Regions from separate parts of the Mus musculus genome. Here region 2 is linked to region 1. The links are chromatin contacts, called in public promoter capture Hi-C maps. All regions are on one chromosome and are shown on one strand. Each heading gives the region's core, a stretch centred on a gene start, on an enhancer-like site or on the middle of the called end of the contact. The rest is flanking DNA. Distances are from core to core; before and after follow the strand shown. Region 1 holds the start of Faim (Fas apoptotic inhibitory molecule). Region 2 holds the start of Aste1 (asteroid homolog 1).

Region 1 (5,033 bases), core at 1,826-4,325:
AGGAGGTTGCTCAGGAGGCAGACTCTCAAGAAAATTAGAGTTCAGAAGAAAATCCTAAGACTCTTGAGGCATAAAGCCCCCTCACTGAGGTTATCTAAGCAGTAAACAATTGCTGGGGAAGAGGAGACTTTCCTGTGGGAATCCTTGCACTCTGTATAACAAACCAATCTGTTCACAAAGCTAGATAAAGTGGGACTAGTTTCTTTGGCCAGCAGTTGGTGCCCTACCTAGAGTGAAGAGTGAATAGGTGTTAGTTCCCATCCCTCCAGGAAAAGTCGCCAAGCAGGACTCAACAAGAAGGATGCCTGTACCACTTCTGATGTCATGTCCGCCAGCGTGGGCAGGATCAGTGTCTGTGACACACAATGTTATACGGCTCATGAGAAAAATGGCTTCTCTGTGATGTGAACACTTTCCTCTACCAACCCCACATGTTCATCTGTCCATAGATATATGTGCTGGTGTGGTCATTCATTCAGCGTGCATCCACTGAGTTCAAGGTGTCCGACGGACCAGTTTCCCATTGCTACTGTAACAGGGCACCATAGACTTACTAGTGGCTGAATAAACAAGCAAGAATGAGAGCATATTCTTACAGTTCCAGGGGCTGACAGGCTGACATGGATATGCTGGCCAGCCCTGCTCACTCTGAAGCTTCTAAGGAGGCATCTTCTCCATTTCTGTCTATCTCTGAGGACAACTAACAGTCCTTGGTAGTCTTCGATTTGCAGCTGCAATGCTCCAAACCCTGCCTCTGCCCTCAGTTTCCCTCTGGGACTGTATGTTACAGGTTAAACTATGCCCCCTCCAAATTTGTATGTTGAAGTGCTAATTTGAGGAACCTCAGAATGTGACTTTGTGGCTAGTGTTTTTACAAAGTAAGTTAAAGTGAGGAACGTAATTGCTCTAAGCAGTCTTTAGTTCTATCCAGCTTACATGTCATCTTTTTAAGGAAATGGCCCACATAGGTGTGCAACGCACACCACACACACACACATACACACACACGAGAGAGAGACAGAGACAGAGACAGAGAGAGAGAGAGAGAGACAGAGAGAGAGAGAGAGACAGAGAGAGAGAGAGAGGCAGAGCCAGGATGATGCCTTCATTAACCAAGGACTGACAAAGATGGAAAACCAGCAGAAAGGCTTTCCCTCTCAAACAGAGCAACGAACTCTGCCAACACCTGATTTGGAGCTTGTAGAGTCCAAGACTATGAGGAATACATTTCTCTCATTAAAGCCAGTCAGTTTGTATACAGTCACCATCCCTTTGGTGTCTGTGGAGAATCAGTTCCAGAAATTCCCAGTAGATACTGAAATCTAAGGATGAGGGCCGAAGGTTTAACAAACATCCGCCTAGCATGTGTGATATCCGGTGCTTAATTCCCAGCACTTAAAAAAAAAAATCCAAGAATGCTAACATTCCACATATAATGTCCCTGCATTTGCACAAAACCTATATGCCCAGCCCCATATACTTAATCATTGCTAGATTATTTGTAATACGGTTGCTATATAAATAGTCATATCATATTTATGGACTAGGAAGATGGGAATAATAAGTCTGCATGTATTCAGTACAATTAAATTATAGATGTTTGTATTTGTGCATAGTGAGTCTTTGATGGTGTGTTTTAGTGTTTGAGTTTTACATTGAGGGCTTCGGGTATGCTAGGCAACTCTTAGACCTCACAAAAGATTTTTGAGTTGCAGTTGGTTGAGTCCATGGTAAGAGTAAGCTTTTTCCCTCAGTGCTAGAAATCAGAAAAGGTCTTTTTAAATTGACCATTTATATTCCCTGTCCTTCTAATATCCTACTTGAACATTTCACCAATAATTGAAAAACACCATTTGGCATTTTAAAAATCTATTCATAGAAACTCTTTTATGTAAGGGGTACAATGTGTCTGCCATCTGTTTTGTCCAGTTCTCTCCCATTTGTCTATTCTTTTCTTTAAAAAAAATTTATTGCCATGACAGTCAGAAATTTCAGAATATTAAGTAGACCAGTGTTCTTTAATGTTGCAGATACCGTGCCTGAAACTTCTGCTTCATTAAATTTTACTACTTTAGTTTTTTGAAACAAGGCTTAGTTATAAAGCTTAGGGTAGCCTGGAACTTGCAATCCTCCTGTTTCAACCTCCTGAGGGCTGGGTAGATAGGCATGGTGATCCAAGCACTGGGGAGACTGAGGCAGGAGGGTCTGGAATCCAAGTGTGAGGCTCTTATGAATTACGTAGTGAGATTCTCTTAAATATCAACTAAACAGGCACAAACACTCCCAAATTAAATCTTTATCAGACTTAAAAAAAATCTCTCATTGGTTCGTTCCCTTTATATAAATGAAACTGTAGATTCTATCCGACATTACTTACTTACCTGTTTGTCTGAGACTTTACAATAGCATTAGGGACAATTCAGTGGTTGTGTGTTTGTACATATGTATTATATACACTAAAAATAATTTACATAACCCACGACCTCACCCAGGATAACTAAACGCCCTATTATATTATTGAACTCTATACTCTTTCCCTAAGGTTTGTCTGTCAGTAAGTGAAATTCAAACATCTCACTAAAGGAAGAAGTATATATAAAATAGGGAGACAAGGCGAGCAAAAACCTCTGGGCTAGGTGTAAGGCTCGGCAGCCAAACGACCCCTGTGGTCGTACAGAGGGTTTCAAAGGCTGGACTCTTCCACCTAAAATGACCGTTCTTATAGCAGAGAATGGAAGGCCGGCAGGGCAGTGGGAACAAAGGGTCTCAGCGGACGAGTTGCCTCTCCCGGAGGTGCGGGTTATCCGGAAGGCTACAAAAGCTGCTGTCAGACCTGCACAACAAACAAGAAAGTGACACCCACAGGGCCTAGGGGCAGCAGCGGCGCAGCAGGGCGCACCGCAGAGCGCTCAACTGTGCACAAGGGCGCAGAGCGGCGCACAGCAGGAGCAGGATTGGCCCCAAAGCGGAGGGTAGGCGGGGCCTATGGAGGCGGACACCGGGAATTGGTTTTCGCGCGGAGCGTGGGCGGAGCCTCTGAAAAGGGCTCTCGCACTCGCGCAGGCGCAGTAGGGCAGTGGGCGGGGTCTCGTTGAGCCCGGAAGGCAGTAGGAGGCTGGGCGCCCGGCATGCGGGTGCTGGAGCCCGGTGGGCGCGGCCGCGAGAGCTGCTGACTACGTCGTGGGATCGGGAGCCGGTGGCGGCGCGCGGAGCAGGTGAGCGCGGGAGACGGTGCTGGCAGCTTCGGCGGGCGCTTCCAGCTCGGCCTGGCCGAGCGGGCTCCGAGATGCGTGGTGCCCAGGCCTCGGTCGGCAGACAGCAAGCCGCAGTGTGGGCTCAGGGCAAGAGGCCCCGGAAAGAAGGGGTGTGGGGCGGCCACCCGAAGCTGCGGACCCTCCGGTGCCTCGGCGCAGTATTCGTGGCGCGGTCCGGAGTTCTCGGGCTTCGGACGTGTCCGAGTCTCGGTGCCGCTCCTGACTGCGTCCCAGGCGGCCCTTGGCCCAAATACCCCGGAGAGGTACCTACAAGTACCTACCTACACGTACCTCCAGGGGTTGTAGGAGGCCGAGCTAACCTCGCTCGGTGGTCGGGAGCTCTTGAGAGCAGCTCACTGCAGCATCCTTGCTGGCTGTGGCTACTTCCTTCGTGGAGGTTGGCTTTAGGGACAGATTTATTCCTGAATCGCTCTAGTGTTGCAATAAGCTCAACTCGAGTTGCTTAATGAAGGAGCCTGTTATCTTACAGCGGGCAGAGTGGGATTCTATAGTCTCTTCCTAGAATTCTGTTGTTTTTCTCATGCAAAGGCTGACTTGGAGACCTGTCTCAGGTATAGAATGAATTGGTTCAATGAAACCCAGCGAAATTACGCTGTACTCAAGGTGGAAGATGGTGGGACAGGTAACTTGAGTTGTTTTGCTGTTTAACCATCTAACGTTGCATTCAATCTGTCACCTGTAACAGCGAGTAAACACAAGTCTGAAAATTTGAAAATTGCCTTGTACTGCAACCAATGCTCATGTAAATGTCATTGTGGGCGGTGTTAGTGTCTGGTGACGTCATCATAATTAGATTAGATAAGCACCGTTTCTGAAATACCGAATGGATTTTGGAAATACAGTATATAGTAAAATCATCGTTAGTGATCTGGGGGTTGTTATTCCATATAAGGTTTTCTGCTAAAAGCAGACCTGTGCAGGTCATGGTGAGGCTTAGGACAGAGTGGTGGGGTCAGAACACAGGTGTGAAACAAGTGGTAATATGAAGGTATAATAACAAGGTATAATATGAATTATATTGATCACAACCAAAGTAAATTAAGAAAAAACCCTGTTGGGCCAAGAGAGCAACTCCAATGAGCTTTGAAAGTACTGAACTTGAAGTGTGTAAGATCACAAGCCACAAGACTGTTGGAACTTCCGGTCAAACACACAAACAAAAAAACAAACTTGTAGTGGAATCCCAAAGCAGGACCCTTGCAGAGGTGTTTTGAACATGTTCTTAAATGTTATATGAGATTTATTGATGCGAATTACACTTCCAGATGGGATCTTGTGGAAAAAAATATTCCTTACACTCTGTGCCTGTGGCCTTGCTGGAAAGTTGAACAGATTAGGAATAGCAATGGGGTGTCACTTAAAGAGGCCTCTGTTACTTTGCTATCCCCATAATGAGGGAGAGAGTCTAGCAGAGGTGAGCTCAATGATTTTGTTACAACTTTTCATTGTGGAAATTGTGGGACTGGGTTGTAGCAAGGTTTAATCCTTGTGTAGAAAGCACTTTTAAAAGTTTCTCCTTGAAAGTGGCACAGGATTCCGTGCTTCACCGCCTTTCAGAAGCCATGAATACTGTTAAAAGGTTTATAGTTTTTTGTTTGTTTGTTCGTCTTTTTAAAGGAGTTATAGATCTTTGGGGGCTGGAGAGACAGAGGTTAGGGGGGCCTGCTGCTCTTGCAGAACAGAGTCGCAGAAGCTCACAACCACATGCAACTCCAGCTGCAGGGAATCTGCTACCCTCTTATAACCTCCACGGGTACC
Region 2 (5,033 bases), core at 1,356-3,855, 6.4 Mb after region 1:
AGTTTCCTGTTTGATACAGAGTACAGATCAGATGTGACTCCGTGTTCTAAAGCAGCCTGTGGCTACGCACACATGCGCAGTTTATTACTTACAGCTCCTCTCCAGGTTTGGCTTTCTTGTCTGACACCAGATAGACAGTTCCAAAACTTCCACTGCCAAGTTTCTGCTGAAGAACATATCTTCTTGCAATCAAAGCGGTCGGGTACATGGGGATGACTGTGGGTCTTCTGCCCACACACTTCGCAGTCTCTTGGAATTTCAGCATTGCTCCAAACAAGATAAAACTGGCTTGTTCATTCACAGAAACAACAGTTGGGCATCCGAGCTGATGTTTGAAAAGTCAAACGGGAAGTGTTGATTGATGCCAGATATATGGGAACTCCACAAATCGTGTCTAAAAGCAACTACAAGATTCCCACAAAAAAAAAAGTATAAGCTTTTGGCAATGATACCTGCAGTGTATCTTGTGTTATCACACCAGCTAATGCTCGTGCTCTCTCTCTCTCTCTCTCTCTCTTTCTCTCTCTCTCTCTCTCTGTGTGTGTGTGTGTATGTGTGTGTGTATGTGTGTGCATGTGTTTTGTAGGATGAAAGGAAATACAGTAAATTCCAGAAGGCACTCTCTCATAGAAAAAGAGCCTTCCTTATACATGCAACTTTATCACAATAGTTTAGAGCCACATTTTTACTGACTCCTGAAATGTGTATTTGTTTTATGATTCATATTTTGTTAGATATTTATACTCCCCATCGACTTAAAAACCAATGCGAACCCAGGGCCATGGCTTCCCCTAATGCACACATAGGCCAACTCCCTGGTGATGCTTTCCTCCCTCTCAGTCTGCTTTGACTCAGCACAGAGTAAATTGGGGTTAAACCCTGATTAGCATATTCTGCTTCCCTTTGCTTTTTGCCCATGTCAACTTTAAATCACAGTTTTGGGGTGTCTGTTTGCTAGACTAGCTATGTGGAAGGATATCAATTCAGTGCCCCCCCCCCATCTTAAGCAAGATCTGATTCCATTTCTATTGTACACACTGGGTACAGAGCTATCTCCTGGATTAGAAGTAAGGACATGCACCTCAGACCTAAGACTGCGTTTTAAAGCTAGCTGACTCTAAGTGTAGTACAGGTGAAGCCACAGTTCCTGAGGGAGCTATGAAATGTTATGAATGGCAGAACTGTCCCATGAGAAAGTATTCCACAAAACACACTCTTACTCCATTCCATCAAAGTGTTGAATGTTTTATTGAAAACTGTGCTTTTGTTTAAAATCTACATGAAAATAGGACTTTACGCTGAATACTATGTACACCTTGGCATTAGGTTTTCATATTCAGCAATTCTAAAACAACGAGAAAAAAATAGTGTTATAGTGTTGACCTGTGGGCTCAACATTTACCACAAAACCTACAAGGACACTCAAACAGAAAAAAAAAAACTGCAAAACATAAAACCTATTTGTAATTTTGTCTTCTTTAAATAATGTACTAATCTGTGGTTTGATCTAGTCCCAGTGAGAGCAATGCCCCTCTCCTCAAGGAAACGTTACTAAAATCTGCAGAATCTAAAGAATAGGTCCTAAAAGGTACCTTCTGTTTGCTTCTTTGACTGGCATAAAAGTGGTGATTTCTAGATAAACTAGGCTGTTCAAAAAAAAAAAATGGCCTCTCTGTCGCCTTTCAGATCACTAATAATAATTCTCAATGTGGAGAGGCGATTAAAGTCCCCACTTAGTAAAGAGCTGAACTCAAGATGGAGGACCAAAGCTTCTATTTGTAATGGAGTAATAAACCCAGCAGTGTGTGAGCAGCCTCTCCAGGCTCATCACACAGAATCAGCTCTGTCGCCCTCATCTCAGTTGGTATCCATGGAATGTACACACACTGCAGGCTGGATCTGAACCTAGGGCAGAGGATGAACTTGGGTGCTAGGGACACAGGTTATGCTTGTATCCCTGGGGCCTAGCTAACAGCTGACATACAGTTGTTAGCAAACGTTTGGAGAGCGAAGAAAGATCCAGCATACCAAATGTGACCCAAAGACAAGTAAAGGAAAGAAAACATAATAGGAACTAGAAGAAAGCTGAGAGACGCCCACTTTGTGCTAACCATCCCTGGGGTACCCATCCCGCTGGGGCAGGTAAAGAGAAAGTCAAGTGTTTACCGATGGTAAGAACTGAGTGGTTTATGTCCATGTCAAAAAACCCAAAAAACTAGGAAGCTGTTTTGACCTGAGGTTCTGCTAACTAAATCTGACCTGAGAAGTAAACTCTAACCCTGAGGTAAAACGAAAAAACTTGTCTCTTCAACAAATAAACCTTAAGTTTTTCGCGGAGCGCGTGAATGTATATCGAGGAGCAGGGCGCTTAGTCTCCCGAAGGGGAATGCGGTCCAGGGGCTGTGGGACCCGGCTGCCCGAGAGATCCACTTTCATTACCTTTACAGGTCCCCAGCCTGCGGCGCCCGGCCAAGCCTCCGTCAGCCTAGAGCTCGCTGCCTCGGAGGGCGTGGTTGTTTAACATCGTCGCCACGGAGACGGCGCGGGGGCTGCTGGGAAGTCGACGTTCCGGCGTCCAATCCAACGGAAGCGCGCCGGACCCTTCGAGGCGTGGCGAAGCGAGCAGGGTGAGGAGGCGGCCGCAAGTGTGAGAGGAATGGCTCAACCTCTCACACCAAGTTCCCACCACCCGGCCCGAAAGCATTTTCTCCTCCAGGGAGAGCCCTCAGCTTCTCGGAGCCAGGCTTCCCAGTGACGTCGTTCGCAGCACTTCCTGTTTCCGCTCGCGGTCTTCCACGCACCCGCGGGTCTGCCGTTTCTCCCCGGGATCCTACCTGCTGCTGCTGGTGAAGTGAGCCGGCGGTCGGGCGGAAGCAGCCGGCGGATCCGGAGGGCAGGAGCAGGTTGAGGTAGGAAGATTGGTGGTTGAGGAATTAGATCCTACCTTTTCCTGCCCTTTGCTTGCATTCCTTGAGCTACTTCGCTCAAGGTCAAGTCATTAGTTTACAGTGAGTTCGCAGAAACCACATGACAAACCGGGAAAGACATGACGATTCAGAATTAAAAAGTGTTGAGATGTTGGCCGAGGTGGATCTGAGGTGAGATAAAAAATCAAGTGCAATAATGTAAGCTGATACCAAAGGCAAAAAATTCAGGAGGATGCATTTTTTTATGTGGTAGCCCCACAAAAATCAAAATGCAAAAATTCCAAGGTTGGCAAAACTTTCACGATTTTAAACACGGGCAAGGCTGGCAATAGCATCGTGCTAAGCGATATTTGAAGCCAGAGGCGAGGGGGGAAACCAGTAATACTAATCCTATGAGTTGTTAGCCAGATAGGCCATTAGTAAGGGGGTGTAAGAATCCAGTTGAGGTTGAAATTGTATACTTGGGATCCTAGAAGCATAAAGCTGTGTTTTTCCTTAGCTCAAACTACTCTCCAATGTACCCTACACTCAAGACCTGTAACAAGGGTCTAGTTATCCATAAGGAAAAAAAAAATTGGCTCATTATGTGTCTTATGCTGGGTTGTCATTTTTATAGCTTAGGACTTTTGGCCTTGACCCTCACAAAACAGATTTCTTCCTTTATCTCTATATGGGCTGCCATGAGGTGGTGTGGCCTAGATATAAGTTCTGTCTTCCACCTCCAATAATCCAATCAAGCAAAGTTCCTCAACAGCGTATCCTGCAGTTTGGGTCTTGATTGATTCTAGATATACTCAGATTGACAACCAAGAATAGCCATCAAAAAGACCAGCAATTGATTTTTTTTGTTTGTTTCAACAGGGATTTCTGTCGATCATCATGGGTATTCGGGGACTAATGAGCTTTGTGGAAGATTATAGTAATGAATTCTTCGTTGATTTGAAATTGCGGAACACAAAACTTATCATTGATGGCTATTCTCTCTTCCACCGACTTTGCTTCAATTCTGACTTGGAGCTCAGGTATGGAGGAGACTATGATTTATTCGCAGATGTTGTACAGAAATTCTTTGAATCACTGTTTGTGTGTCATATTTGTCCGTATGTTGTATTAGATGGAGGATGTGACATTTCAGATAAAAAGCTGACAACTTTGAAGGATCGAGCAAAAGAGAAGATCCAAGCAGCCCGTTCCCTTTCTCTTGGTGGGGGTGGGAATGTGTGCCCCTTACTCATCCGAGAAGTGTTCATACAGGTTTTGATCAGGCTTGAGGTATGTTTCGTACAGAGCTTTTCAGAAGCAGATCGGGACATTATGACACTTGCCAATCACTGGAATTGTCCTGTGCTATCATCGGATAGTGACTTTTGCATTTTTGACTTGAGAAGTGGGTTTTGCTCACTGAATAGCTTCCAGTGGAGAAATCTGAACACTATTAAAGATACACAAGATTACTACATTCCCGCCAGAAGCTTTTCCCTCAATGCATTCTGCCATTACTTCAACAACATGAACAAAGCTCTACTACCTCTCTTTGCGGTGCTGTGTGGAAATGACCATGTTAACCTGCCCATCATGGACACATTCATAAGTAAAGTACGTCTACCCCTTAGTTCTAAGGGGAGGAGATATCACCGAGTCCTGGGACTTCTGAACTGGTTGTCTCATTTCGATGACCCCACTGAAGCACTAGATAACGTTCTGAAGTCTCTCCCCAAGAAGAGTCGAGAAAATGTTAAGGAACTTCTCTGCTGCTCCATGGAGGAGTACCAGCAGTCCCCGGTGAAGCTGCAGGACTTCTTCCAGTATGGTAGTTATGTCTGTACGGACGCTTCGGATCTGGGTCTACCAGAGTGGGTGCTAGGAGCTCTGGCCAAAGGCCAGCTACCACCTTTCATCAGTGATGCTTTGGTGCTCCGAAGGACCTTTCTTCACACACAGGTAGAAAACATGCAGCGGCCAAATGCTCACAGAATATCTCAGCCCATCCGCCAAATCATCTATGGACTCCTTTTGAATGGCCCATCACACGCAGAAGATATAGCCCAGAATACATTGCCTTCCCAGCTTCTGGCTTTCAATGAAGTGGAAAGAATTGATACAAAT

The links. Promoter capture Hi-C pulls out the DNA fragments that hold promoters and counts their contacts.
Region 2: a promoter capture Hi-C map of pre-B cells shows a contact between it and region 1, with 4 times the contacts expected there. The contact joins the promoter of Aste1 here to the promoter of Faim in region 1. A contact is called at or near these places in 2 of 39 promoter capture datasets (liver and pre-B cells) and 1 of 484 Hi-C or Micro-C datasets (CD4 T cells).

Annotation. Positions count from the first base shown.
Region 1 is chr9:98,983,298-98,988,330 of GRCm38.p6, forward strand. It overlaps Faim (Fas apoptotic inhibitory molecule), which reads left to right and starts at 3,076. Exons shown (of 5, transcript NM_011810.3): 1 at 3,076-3,215.
Region 2 is chr9:105,392,757-105,397,789 of GRCm38.p6, forward strand. Aste1 (asteroid homolog 1) reads left to right here and starts at 2,606. Exons shown (of 5, transcript NM_025651.5): 1 at 2,606-2,909; 2 at 3,789-5,033. The coding sequence starts at 3,807. Nek11 (NIMA (never in mitosis gene a)-related expressed kinase 11) reads right to left here and starts at 2,531. Exons shown (of 16, transcript NM_172461.3): 1 at 2,440-2,531; 2 at 93-404. The coding sequence starts at 265.